Regions from separate parts of the Oryctolagus cuniculus genome. Here region 1 is linked to region 2. Evidence: chromatin contacts called from public Micro-C data. All regions are on one chromosome and are shown on one strand. Each heading gives the region's core, a stretch centred on a gene start, on an enhancer-like site or on the middle of the called end of the contact. The rest is flanking DNA. Distances are from core to core; before and after follow the strand shown. Region 1 holds the start of NUMB (NUMB endocytic adaptor protein). Region 2 overlaps PSEN1 (presenilin 1).

The links. Hi-C and Micro-C count contacts between places; a contact is called where the count stands out from the background.
Region 1: a Micro-C map of ear pinna shows a contact between it and region 2, with 2.0 times the contacts expected there. The contact joins the promoter of NUMB here to the enhancer-like site in region 2. A contact is called at or near these places in 2 of 6 Hi-C or Micro-C datasets (ear pinna and an unstated tissue).

The regions. Positions count from the first base shown.
Region 1 is chr20:19,592,863-19,599,306 of mOryCun1.1, reverse strand. It overlaps NUMB (NUMB endocytic adaptor protein), which reads left to right and starts at 2,635. Exons shown (of 10, transcript XM_070065238.1): 1 at 2,635-2,840. It also overlaps the pseudogene LOC127484638.
Region 2 is chr20:19,335,007-19,341,228 of mOryCun1.1, reverse strand. It overlaps PSEN1 (presenilin 1), which reads right to left. Exons shown (of 12, transcript XM_002719669.5): 6 at 2,063-2,130. Among named protein-coding and RNA genes, the nearest start is that of PSEN1, 49 kb to the right of the region's middle. Within about 2 kb of position 4,433, at least 1 of the 8 cell types and tissues checked has an H3K27ac peak or open chromatin away from gene starts, as enhancers often do. A contact at or near this core is called in ear pinna, where this site is marked.

The DNA.
Region 1 (6,444 bases), core at 1,386-3,885, 260 kb before region 2:
TCTCTCTAATCCCTTCATCCTTATCAGCCTTCCACTCTGAGGGATCCCAAACTCAGGAAACCAGCTCTTATCAAGTATCTTGGCTTGTCTCCAATGGCTGGTGGCGGGCATCTCTGGCCCTTGTGCTCCAGCTGAGTGATTTTCTTTTCCACGAGTTGTTGTTTCTCTAATCCAATTGGAACTAGAGTTGTGTGTAGAATTAAGGGAGGGGGAAAAAAAGAGCATTTCCCTAGGGAGATTGTCCTTGTGGACTAAACCAGAAAAGAAAGGAGACTGGGATTCTGCTTCGTTGAAAAATGAAATTATGAACAGAGAGCAGGAGAAAAAGTAGCGTCACAGACCCATGACGCTCAAGGCATACCACCTCAGTCCTCAGATACTGGGACACTGCATGGAATCCTCTGTTTTGCAGTCAAGTGTATTTTTAAAAGGCTCTTTTTTCTTTTTTGGCTCTTACGGTACCTGCCATCCTGGTCTTGCTCAACTGGCTCGGAACAGATACCATCTGCTCCACCTCCACAGCCATCCACACCACACAAAGCTGCAGACTCCCAGACTCCAGATCTTGCTTTCTAAAAGCGGCCGGGAGAGTGGAGAAGCACAGAACCCAGGGAAGGAAAGAGAAGCTGCGTGGAGTAATTACCCGATAGAGTTACCTCGTGTGCATAAAAGAAAAGTGTAGGGCACAAGCAACAAGATCCCCAGCACGGCACTCTTTGGTAACGCAATAGCCTTCTTTGGGTTCAAAACATGTTCCCTAAAACCTTTCTTTAAGGATCCCCCTCCCCCTTACTGCATTGTACATATTTGTTTTATATTTTTTTTCTTAACCAATTTTCCCAAAGAATGAGAGTGATAGAAGTGTATATGAATGTATGAGCAAAAGCCTTTGGGAATGTCTTTTTCTTTTTTCTTTTTTTTTAGGTGTACAAAATAGAATGACTAGCTGAACTTTGTGGCAATTTTCTACCTGATTTCGGGGTAGTAATTTTGTTGAATTCCTAAACTTAGATGGCAAGTCGTCTTAGTGAGGCTGGCCTAATTCTATGTTCTCTATGGCACCTAGTCACTGTGGCTGTGCAAGAGCCATTATTACCCAAAGTACCATAATAATGGCCGTGCCCTCCTATGATGTTATTGTTTTCTATCTGCCAGGGCATTAATTGCCTTCTAGCTTTGCCCTAAAATCGGGAGTACAGCACACTGCCAAGCCTAGAGAGAAGAAAGCGCTGGTCGTGTAGTTAAAGGCCGTGGTGCCATCTCATTCTCTCTGGTGGTCGTCTTCACATTTGCATGTTACTTCATTTGCTGGGGAGTGTTAGCTCAGGTTTGCCTTATATGTCTGGTCTTGGTTTCCATCTTATCATGGTCAATGTCTGATTTTTCCTTCAGTGGAATGAGTCAGACATCTCAAGTTATTTCGGCTTTTCCACTTTCCTTTTACAGGCTTTTTTGTGAGTCACTGAATTGAATGGGAGGTTATTTCTAAATTGGAAGGTGAGGATGAGAGAAGGGGGAAGAAAGTTCTAGAAAATCACTAGGAAGAAACACCTTATTGTTATGTTTAGTTACTGGAGGAATAATTTCTGCTTAGTTTGGTGGTAGAAGTGCAGAGTTTATTTACACTTGACTTAAAAATATAAGCTAGAAAACACACAATTTTCGTTTTTTGGATAATGAACCACACTGTTTCAGAATCCTTGTAGCTTGCTCAGGAAAGGACAGGAGGTTGGTAAATAGAAGAATCAGCAGGAAGAAGGACGAGGCAAGGCACATTTCCAAAGTCCAGATTCTTGATCGACAGGAAGTAATTTTTTTTTAAAGATTTATTTACTTATTTGAAAGGCAAAGTTACAGAGAGGCAGAGGCAGAGAGAGAGAGAGACAGAGGTCTTCCATCTTCTGGTTCGCTCCCCAGATGCCCGTAACAGCTGGAGCTGAGCTGATCCAAAGCCAGGAGCCAGGAGCTTCTTCCTGGTCTCCCACGCGAGCGCAGGGGCCCAAGGACTTGGGCCATCTTTTACTGCTTTCCCAGGCCATAGCAGAGAGCAGCTGGGACTTGAACCGGCGTCCACACGGGATGCTGGCGCTGCAGGCACTGGCTAAGCCACAGCAGCAGCTCCAGGAAATACTTCTGAGGAGAATGCTTCCTTGACTGTGTCCCAACCCATTCCTGGGTGTAGGTTTCATGGCCCATGGGTTAATGTATTATTAGCAGAGTTGTGAGGAAGGTACATTTAAATCTGATTTAGAAATTGTAATCAGGCCAGCATTTTGTTATTTGAAAACAGAAAAAGTGGGTGGAAATGAAAAAGAAAAGCAAAAAAGCTAATGATGAATATATTTCTAGAAGCATAAGAGTTTTTATAGCAACACCAGATTTCTTCAAAATGCCTACTGTGATTTGTACCCAAATGAATAAAAATGAAATCATTTATTCTTGTGCATTTTGCCAAGTTAGGAAAAAAAAACTGCAATTCATTCAATTGTACTAATTTAGACTGCTAGGAAGAGGGGAGGTTTAGAGAAAAGAAAAAAGAAGCTTTTAAGGTATCTGACACAGCTAGCTAGTAGGGCTATTTAAGAACTGCCGAACATCAAAACCAAGTGGGGGTGGAGGTGGGCGGGGTGGGACGGAGCGGGATCCTCACTTCCAGAGCATCCCAGGCTTGTTCCGAACTCGCCTGGTCGCTTGGCAGAAGCCAGCCAGGAGGGGTCTGCAAGCCGGAGAACTCTCACCAGGCCACTTCGGGTTTGCTGGGGACGTGTACTGATTTCTGCTAAACAAACGGCTGCACTTTGCCCTTCAGAGACTCCCGGAAGGAACTTCGAGGAAACTGGGTGAGCTGGAACCTCAAAAAAAAAAATAAATAAAGGGGGAGAAATGTTAATCTCTACGGTATCTTTCTCCCGCGAGGTTAGAATCACTTCTTAAACACAGCCCTTGATGTTGGTGTTTCGCGAGTACTAGCTCTGAGAAAGCCGGCCGTGATGAGCTCCTTGTAGGTAGGGAGTTGAAGAAGGCGCAGAGTTTTACAGAGTGAACTCTACAACAAAGAGTTAACCCTTCCCCCGTAACCTCAGAGGTGAGCGTCGCCCCCCCCCCCCCCCTTTTTTTTTTTTTGGCTTTCTACTGCGCAACCAAACTGCACAAGCTCGAACAATCATGGCCGTCACATCCCTTGCCTGTCAACTTAACAGACACTTTCAGCAGCCTATAATAACTTCGAGCTTCTCAACAATCAACCAATTACAACTAGAGCTTGGTCTAGGACGCTTCAGGTCTGGGCGGGGGCGAATAACAGATCCAGGAAAAGGGGCGGTCAAGAGGCGATGATAGGCGGGTAAACTAAGCCAATCAGAACACACGGCCGCCGCCCCACAGCCCAATGGATAGGTCGGAAGTATGAAACAGGGTGGGCCTGTTGTCATGGGGGAGGTGGTGGCGCTTGGTGGCTACTGGCGGCCGAGGTAGAAGCAGTGGCGCTGGAGTTGTCCGGGGCCAGCGGCAGGTGAGTGCCGGTAACGCGAACCTGAGAGCTGGGGGCCGTGGCGGAGCAGAAACTGGCTCTGCGCTCTGGAGGCGGGAGCTGAAAGAAGGGGGCCTGGACTGCGGGCCGGGTCGGGGCCGGGGCCAGGGCGGAGGCGGAGGCGGCGGTGGCTGCGAGTTCGCGCTGACTGGGCTCGTGGGAGAATGGCCCGGCTCCCGGCGGTGGAGTTGGCGTTGGGAAGGTAGGCTGGCGCCGGACCCAAGCGGGTGAGGCCAGGAGGTCCCTTGGGACGGCGAGTTGCTCAGGTCTGGGGCACTGACTGGCGGCCGGCGTGTGCGGGGTAGGCGCCTGAGGAGACGGGAGCGGCTGGGGTCCCATGGAGAGGGTACCCGGGGGCGACCCGTAACGACCAGGTCCGAGGGTGGGGTCACTTGGGAATACCCTGGGCAGCTTGGGGGTGAGGATGAAGGAGAACCCGGGAAACTCGCCAGCGACCCTTGCGGAGAGAACGGGGGCGGGGGGTGCCCAGGGAAACTGGGAGTGGCCCCGGTCGGAAAGAGAAGGGGAAGGGAAGACCGAGGGCGGGGGGTGGCGGGGAGCGGCCCGGGGCCGAGTCGGGGCGTCTGAGGAGAGACGGGGAGCGGGTCGGGGGCCCTCCTGGGAAAGGTTCCCCGGAGAAAGGCTGCAGTGGCGGCGGAGGAGCGGCGGGTCTTGAGGAGGGTCGGACGGGTGGAGACCTTGAACTGCTCGGGCGAGGGGAATCGGAGCGCCCTGCCCCCATAGCTGGGCCAGGAAAGGAGACCCGAGAGTGGACCTGCAGCTCCGGGGACTGAGGATCCCCAGGGAACCGGGAAAGAAGTCCTGGTGCCGCAGCTCAGGCTCGAGGCCGGGGCGGGGGTCCAGCGGGGAGTGGAAGTTCCCCTGGTTGGAGAGGAGTCCAGCAAAATGGGTCCAGGTGGGCGGGGGTGGGAAGGGAGACGTGGTTTCCCTGTAGGAAGGGAGGAGATAGGATGAGAAAGTTCCCCGGGAGAGTGGTCTGGTGGAAGCTGGCCAGGACAGTAAACGCGAGAAAGCAGCAGAGGGGCCAGTATTGGGTTCTTCTGAAAAGTGATAGGTTCTAAGGTTTTCAGAAGCAGAACAAACTTCAGCTTCTACTTAACACTAAGGTGCCCTCCAAGGCCGCAGCAAAAGAGCCTAAAAGCAAGTTTAAGTGACTTGCATTCCGGTGCCTTAGAAGAGAAATTTGTTCTAGCGTGACGACAGTAATGTTAGAAAATAAGGACAGTGACAGGATGAGGGATTTAAGAGGGAAAGGGGAGGAGTGGCTGAAGGAAGGGAGGAGAACTGGGAACTAAATCCGAGAATATTCTTGTCGAGGATAGGCAGACCCTGCTAAATTGAAAATGTGTTTGAATTCTAGTTCCGCCACTTCCCTTGGCCGGCTTAGCCTCTGCTGTTTCCTTGTCTGTATAAAAGGGGTAGTAATAGTTCCTACCTCAGTGGTTTTGTTTCATCTATTTATTTTTACATGAATGAGTATTTGTAGAACTTTTAGAATAGTTACTGGCACACAGTAAGCACTGTGTATTGTTAAGCAGGGGATGCAGATCCGAGGTCTTGCTTGCTTGCCTGTGAAGCACCTGAAGGGCTTGGTAATACTCACTGCTGGCCCCCACCTGCGGTTTTTGATGCGGGAGGGCTGGGCTGAGGCCCAGGAATTTGTATTCCTCTCAGGTGATGCTTAGGTGGGTTAAGAGGACCACTGTTTAAGAACTTGTTTTAATGAAAATAGTAATAATGTGGCAGCCCTGAAATGCCTGCCCATCCTGTTAAAGAGGCAAATTGCAAAAAGGATCCTGTTGTAAAAGATATCCATTTTTAAGCCTCGATTTTTCAAGCTGTGGGTCATGATTTATTAGTAATTTATAAAATCAATTTTGTGGGTTACCACCAGCATTGAAAATAAAATGAATTAGATCAGGGTAGGCCAGCATTTGAGCTTGGTAAGGAAAAGTATTGTTTTGAGCTTTTCTCGTAAACGTATGTCACAATATAAAGTGACTTATACAGTTAAATGTTTAAAAACCTGTTTCGAGCCACTCAGTGTATTGAAAGCAACCCTCTAATACCTAGGAATTGGACTTATTATTTTTATTTCTGTGATAATTCTTAGGTGGTTATACATTCCGTTAAATTTTTTCAATTTTTGAGTTGCATTCTCCTGTGTTTGTCTTATCACATATTGTGTTGTGCTTCTGACCCTGGAACTTCTTTTGAATGTTGAGAATCTTTGGCATGAGGACTTGAGAGAGCTTGAAGCAGAAATTGAGTGGTGTTTCTCAAATGTGATCTAGTTTTGTTTCACTTGTGCCCTTTTGTTCACCCTTTCTTTTTTATCACTTTAAAGCACTGTCGGTAAAATACCTAAGGGTGTACAGACATATTGATGGTAACACCGCTGAAATGAACTGGTTTGAGAACGTTTCATGTATAGAAAATAAGCAAAAACAAAATAAGAAACATTTTAAAAGAGAAGAGTGAAAAGTTATTTCCTTTTTAGACAGTAAAGGCATTTTAAAGATTTCTTGGCTTTTCACTAATATAAAACGAAGATATTTTTAAGTGAACTGGATATACAGTTTCTAGGTTTTTGTGGAGAGGAAATAGTGATAATACTTGACAACAAAATGCACCTGGGATAGACGCGTAACTACAGAGTAAGTTGTTTATTAAGCAGGCACTTTTGTTTTGATGTTTTTCTCCTCTGGGAGTGAATTGGATATGGTATACGCTGTAACTTTCACTAGCCCAAGAAAACCTAAATGCAACCAATACTTATTTAAAGCCATAGGAAAATATGCGTGTGTCTTTTGCTACTCATGGTTTGAGTTTTCTTTACTGAAAACTAGATAGTTTATTTGAAAACTATATGGTGTTGCTTTAGATCCGTGCTA
Region 2 (6,222 bases), core at 3,184-5,683:
CAAGTTCTTGGGCCCCTGCACCCATGTGGGAGACCTGGAAGAAGCTTGTGGCTCCTGGCTTCAGGTCAATGCAGATCCGGCCATTGCAGCCAATTGGGGAGTGAACCAGCGGATGGAAGACCCACTCCGTCATGCTCCTCTCCTTCTCTCTCTGCGTAACTCTGACTTTCAAATAAATAAATAAATCTTTAAAATAATGAGATTCATACTTTTCAGCAAGTTAGGGAAGTGACCACCTATTTATTAAAGTTTCTGATTAAAATCAGGTATTGAATCTTATCAAATTTTTAGCATTACACAGATGAGGAGTTACTAATATGGCAACTCATATTGAGATTCCTAACAATGAACTAGTCTTCCATTCTACAAACTGCATTTGGCTGTGAAGGCAAACTACTCTTATAGCATACTGCTGAATTTTATTGGTTGATATTTAGTTATACTTTTGGCATTAATAAATAGTATTGGCCTATAGTTGTATTTTTCTCAATAACTTAAGGTAAGCTGGCTTAATAAAATCAATCTGGAAGCTTTACTCCTTCTCTAAGTACTGGAACAGTTGAAACAGTGTTGGCGGGGCCGGCACTGTGACGTGGCTGGTAAAGCCGCCGCCTGCAGTGCTGGCATCCCATATGTGTACCGGTTCCAGTCCCAGCTGCTCCACATCTGATCCAGCTCTCTGCTGTGGCCTGGGAAGGCAGTAGAAGATGGTGCAAGTCCTTGGGCTCCTGCACCCGCGTGGGAGACCTGGAAGAAGCTCCTGGCTCTGGATCGGCACAGCTTTGCCATTGTGGCCAACTGGGAAGTGCACTAGTGGATGGAAGACCCCTCTTTTTTTCTCTCTGCCTCTCCTTCTCTCTCTGTGTAACTCTCTCAAAGAAATAAATCTTTAGAAAAAAAGAAAAGAAACAGTATTAGCTATTCATCCTCAGAGGTTTTTCTTTTTTTAAAAAAAGATTTATTTTATTTATTTGAAAGACAGTTACAGAGAGAGGTAGAGATAGAGAGGTCTTTCATCCGCTGATTCACCCCCCAGATGGCCGCAACGGCTGGAGCTGCGTCGATCTGAAGCCAGGAGCCAGGAGCTTCTTCTGGGTCTCCCACATGGGTGCAGTGGCCCAAGCACTTAGGCCATCTTCCACTGCTTTTCCAGGCCATAGCAGAAAGCTGGATCGGAAGTGGAGCAGCCAGGACTAGAACTGGTGCCCATATGGGATGCTGGCGCTTCAGGTCAGTGCTTTAACCCGCTGAGCCACAGCACCAGTCCCCATCCTCAGAGGTTTTATAGCCTGTGCCATGAAACTCCTGGGGCATGATACTGTTGCTGGTACTAGCAGAAGCAAGACAAAAATCCTAACAACTTTTGTAGTTCTTACTTGCTCTGTGTAGATTTTCCATTTCTTCAGGAGTCAGTTCTGGTAATCCATTTTTTTTTCCACAAAAATTATCCATTTCACACAGATTCTCACAGTTGTTATTTTGTCTGTGGTTATTCTACCTTATCATTCCAAATAATTATTTTAAAATTTATTTATTAGTTTTACTGCTTCTGTTTCCAATTTAAGAGTTAGCACAGTGGATTCTGCCACCGGCATGGAGAAAAATGCCAAGATGGCACACCTCTGAGCCTCCATATTCCCATCAATGGAGCACCTCTACATTTTTCTAACTTATAATGTGAAAATTTCACCTAAGATTTCATTTGAAAGAAAGACCAATAAAAACAAAAGAAAAATTTTAACATCAATTAATTTATGTTTATGTGCTTTCTTAAAAACCTTTTTTAACATTCTGATTTACAGATTTCAACCAGAAATACAGAAAATTTTTAAAAAGATTAGAATTAAGTCTTTCCTTCACATCCACCAATTATAAGCAAGGACCAACAAAACAATGTCCCTACTGATTATATTAACTTGTCACTATAAAGCACCAACTACGACATACGTGTAGACACTATGATGAGATAAGAGTATTAGATCAATAAGATACATGGCTTTAAAGACAGTTGAGGAGCCCAAAATAGAGATAATCTCTGAAAAAGAGAAATTTTGTCACTTACCCCAAATAAATGAATGAAAAAAAGAACAGCAATAATAGAGATGAAACAATAAGCCAGGCATGGATAACCTAGAAAAGAACACATTTCAATATAATTAACAAAACTCAAGAACCCTTTAAAGAGGTAAATGTCCTACTCAAAAAAGCCTATTTGCTAATGCTCTGCTTTTCATATGGCAGGACCCAAACCGGATCAGAGCACACTTACATGGAACACTTCAGTGCTCAAACACTCCCACAACAGAAACTTCTCCAAGACAAACAGATCTTGAGAAACAGATGAAATTTTTAAAAAGAATGTCTCTTAAAATAGCAATATTATCAACAGAATCAACAAGTGATATTTAAACTCTAAAACATCATTTTCAATGGAGGAATTCTGTAATGTTTCTGAAATGAACAATAAAAATAACTGATACCCAGCATTCAGGGGCTGGCATCGCGGCCAGTGTGGAAAGCTGCCACCTGTGACACCAGCATCCCATGTCAGAGTGCCAGCTCAAGTCCTGGCTGCTCTGCTTCTGATCCAGCACCCTGCTAAAGTGCCTGGAGAGACAGTGGAAGATGGCCAGGGCTTGAGACCCTGCTAACCGCGTAGGAAACCTGGATGGAGTTCCAGGCTCCTGACTTCAGTCTGGCCATATGGTGAGTGAACCAGCAGACTGAAGATCTATTTCTGTCTCTTCCTCTCTGTCACTCTCTCTCTTAAATAAATACCTCTGCCTGTCTGTAACTCTGCCTTTCAAATAAATAAGTAAATCTTTAAAAAAATAAATAAATGGCTCTTAGAGAGAGAGGATATACATTATATATAAAAAAATAAAATAAAAAAAAAAGAGGGGCCGGCACTGTGGCTCACTTGGTTAATCCTCCGCCTGCGGCGCTGGCATTCCAAATGGGTGCCGGGTTCTAGTCCCGGTTGTTCCTCTTCCAGTCCAGTTCTCTGCTGTGGCCCAGGAAGGCAGTGGAGGATGGCCTAAGTGCTTGGGCACCTGTACCCACGTGGGAGATCACGAGGAAGCACCTGGCTCCTGGCTTCGGATCAGCACAGTGCCGGCCACAGCGGCCATTTGGGGGTGAACCAATGGAAGGAAGACCTTTCTCTCTGTCTCTCTCACTGTCTAACTCTGTCAAATAAAAAAAAAAAAAAGCAGTGCATGGATTTCCAATTTTTTTTTTTGCACCAAAATAAACTAATGTTTTAATTTCATTTTCCATGAACTTTTGGAAGTCTACTTATACATACACACACACACATACACACACACATCCATCTATCTACTTACCTGCCCTCTATGTTTCCTTTGTAATTCACTCAGGTTTTTATGAGTTCTTAGTAGCATGTTTGTGAGTGTTCTTAAACATTAGCCTTTGCCTGTAATAATGTTTGTAAACAATTTTCCTATTTAGGTTAATCACTTCTGTTAAGATTTTCTGAATTATTAAATGAATTTAAAGCCCCCTCTTTTTTTCCCCCAAGATTTTATTTATTTATTTGAGAGGTAGAGTTACAGACAGTTGAAAGGGAGACAGAGAGAAAGGTCTTCTCTCTGCTGGTTCACTCCCCAATGGGCCGCAACAGCCGGAGCTGGGCTGATCCAAAGCCAGGAGCCAGGTAAAGTCTCCTCTTTCCAGAACATTAAGCAGTAAAATGAGTTTTTCTCATATTGCAAAAATGAAAGTTCAGCTTTCCTGTGCCAAGGGCTCTGAAAGAAAAGACTGTTGCTGCAGTATACGACAGTTACTGCGTCCCCACAACCTGAACTACGCAAGCCAGGCCCATGTGACTTCACTAAGTTTCAGTTCCACCTGTAACAAGAAATGTGTACTAGATATGTACTAATTAACTGCTCTTTTTGTTCCTGTCTTTTTAAGCTGTTTGTTTTCTAGCTTCTTGGGCTTCTCATAGACATTGCACAACCAACTATTGATAGGAGAAATCCTCAAGGTTTATTTCCAGACAGGTTCTGGCAGGTTTCTGAATTTCTGACTCTACAGTTCTTCTGTACTTTATATTAGGAGTCAAAGTAAACAACTTGTAGCCTAGAACTGTCTAGTTAAGACTTGAACATTAACAAACACAAAACAATACAGAAATAACAAATAAGTGTGGAAATCTGGATGAATGCAAAATACATTAATATAGGTTCTAAACTGGGGTGGGGACCGCCTGGTCTATGTGCCACATAAGGCACTGGAAATCACGTGGCCTGGCCATGTCAATGCAACTCCAGGTGGAACTGAAATTCAATAAATGTATAGCAGTATATATATATTTTTTGACAGGCAGAGTGGACAGTGAGACAGAGAGAGAGAGAAAGGTCTTCCTTTGCCATTGGTTCATCCCCCAGTGGCCGCTGCGACCAGTGCACTGAGGCTGATGCACCGCGCTGATCCGAAGCCAGGAGCCAGGTGCCTCTTTCGATCTCCCATGCGAGTGCAGGGCCCAAGGACCTGGGCCATCCTCCACTGCACTCCCGGGCCACAGCAGAGAGCTGGACTGGAAGAGGGGCAACTGGGACAGAATCCAGTGCCCCGATCGGGACTAGAACCCGGTGTGCCGGCACCGCAGGCAGAAGATTAGCCTATTGAGCCGAGGCGCCGGCCGCAGTATATTTTTTTAAAAGATTTTTTACTTATTTGAAAGGCAGAGTTACAGAGAGCAAGAGGGAGACAGATCTTCCATCTGGTTCTTCACTCCCCAAATGGACACAACAGCTGGGGCTGCGCCAGGCTGAAGCCAGGAGGCAAGAATTCAGCTGGGTCTCCCATGTGGGTGCTGGGGCTCAAGCACCTGATCCATCCTCTGGCGCATTAGAAGGGAGCTGGATCGGAAGTGGAACAGCAGGGACTCAAACTGGCGTCCATATGGGGTACTGGCAATGCTGGCAATGCAAGCAGTGACTTAACCCCTTAGGCCACAATGCAAGCCTAAGGCTATTTTTTTTTAAAGATGTATTTATTTATTTGAAAGAGAAAGAAAAAGAAGAACTGCCTGTAGGTTCACTCCCCAAATGGCCCTAACAGGCCAGACTGGGCCAAGACCAAGCCAGGAACCTGGAATTCCACCTGGGTCTCTCATGAACTCAGGCTATCCTCCATGACTTTCCCAGGTGCCTTAGTGGAAAGCTGGATCAGAAGTGAAGTGCTGGAGTTGCAGGTGGAATCTGAACCTCTTGCACCACAATGCTGCCCCTAACAGGTTAATTTTTAAGCTGATAATTTTGTATGGCTCCCAAATAACGCTATAAATATCCAAACGACCCTTGTTAGATAGGTGGAATAAGCACATTCCATCCTATCTCTCCTGAATGCAGCTTCTACCAAATGTGGACAGAAAGCACGCCACAACTACTGAGGACTAAAAGAGCCCCCTCTCCACCTAGAGGTCACACACTAGCATGACAACGGGAGCTCCAGAGTCCCCAGCTATGGCTAGAGGAGCAGCAAAGGGGTCTCCTAGCAATCAGAGAGCAAATGAAAATCACTTTAATTTTTCTGGCATTTCTTTCATTCTTTCATGTCCAAACCCCTAAAATCCTGTGATGACGGCAATGCGGGCAGCAGGAACCTAAAATTCATTAGGAGGGGAACCTTTCTTTCTGACTGGCAGAGCTACAGTTCCCAGAGAGGGGTGAACAGTCCTTGCTTTGTTTCTCTTTCCTTCCACATCTTGGCCCTGACACTAGGAAAATAAAGCCCAGCTTTCTGGCTGGAGGAAGGGAAAAGAAAAGCCCAGAGAAACCAGAAAACAACGAGGAGAGCTTGGACAGGGAGAAGTCCAAAGAAGCACGGGCTGTTTGTAAACCCACGGGCCCATCCCTTCAGTGAGCACGTGCGCGTGACCCTCAACGGCACGCATGGACTTCGACAACTCAATTCCAGGCCAACACTTGAGTCTCAGCCTGGTGACTGGGTGACACACAGGACATACCTGAGCAGCATCACAAAGGTTTTGAAGACTAAACTGACACCGTAACCACAGCCCACAGAAGGCCGGTTGCTACCTGTGGCCTAACCCAAACAGAAAGACTGGCCAATAAAACCTATCAATATTCTTCACAGGATTTTTAAAAAAATATTTATTTGAAAGGCAAAGTTAGAGAGGGGGAGGAGAGAGAGGGAAAGAGATCTTGGATCTGGTTCAATCCCAAAAGGACT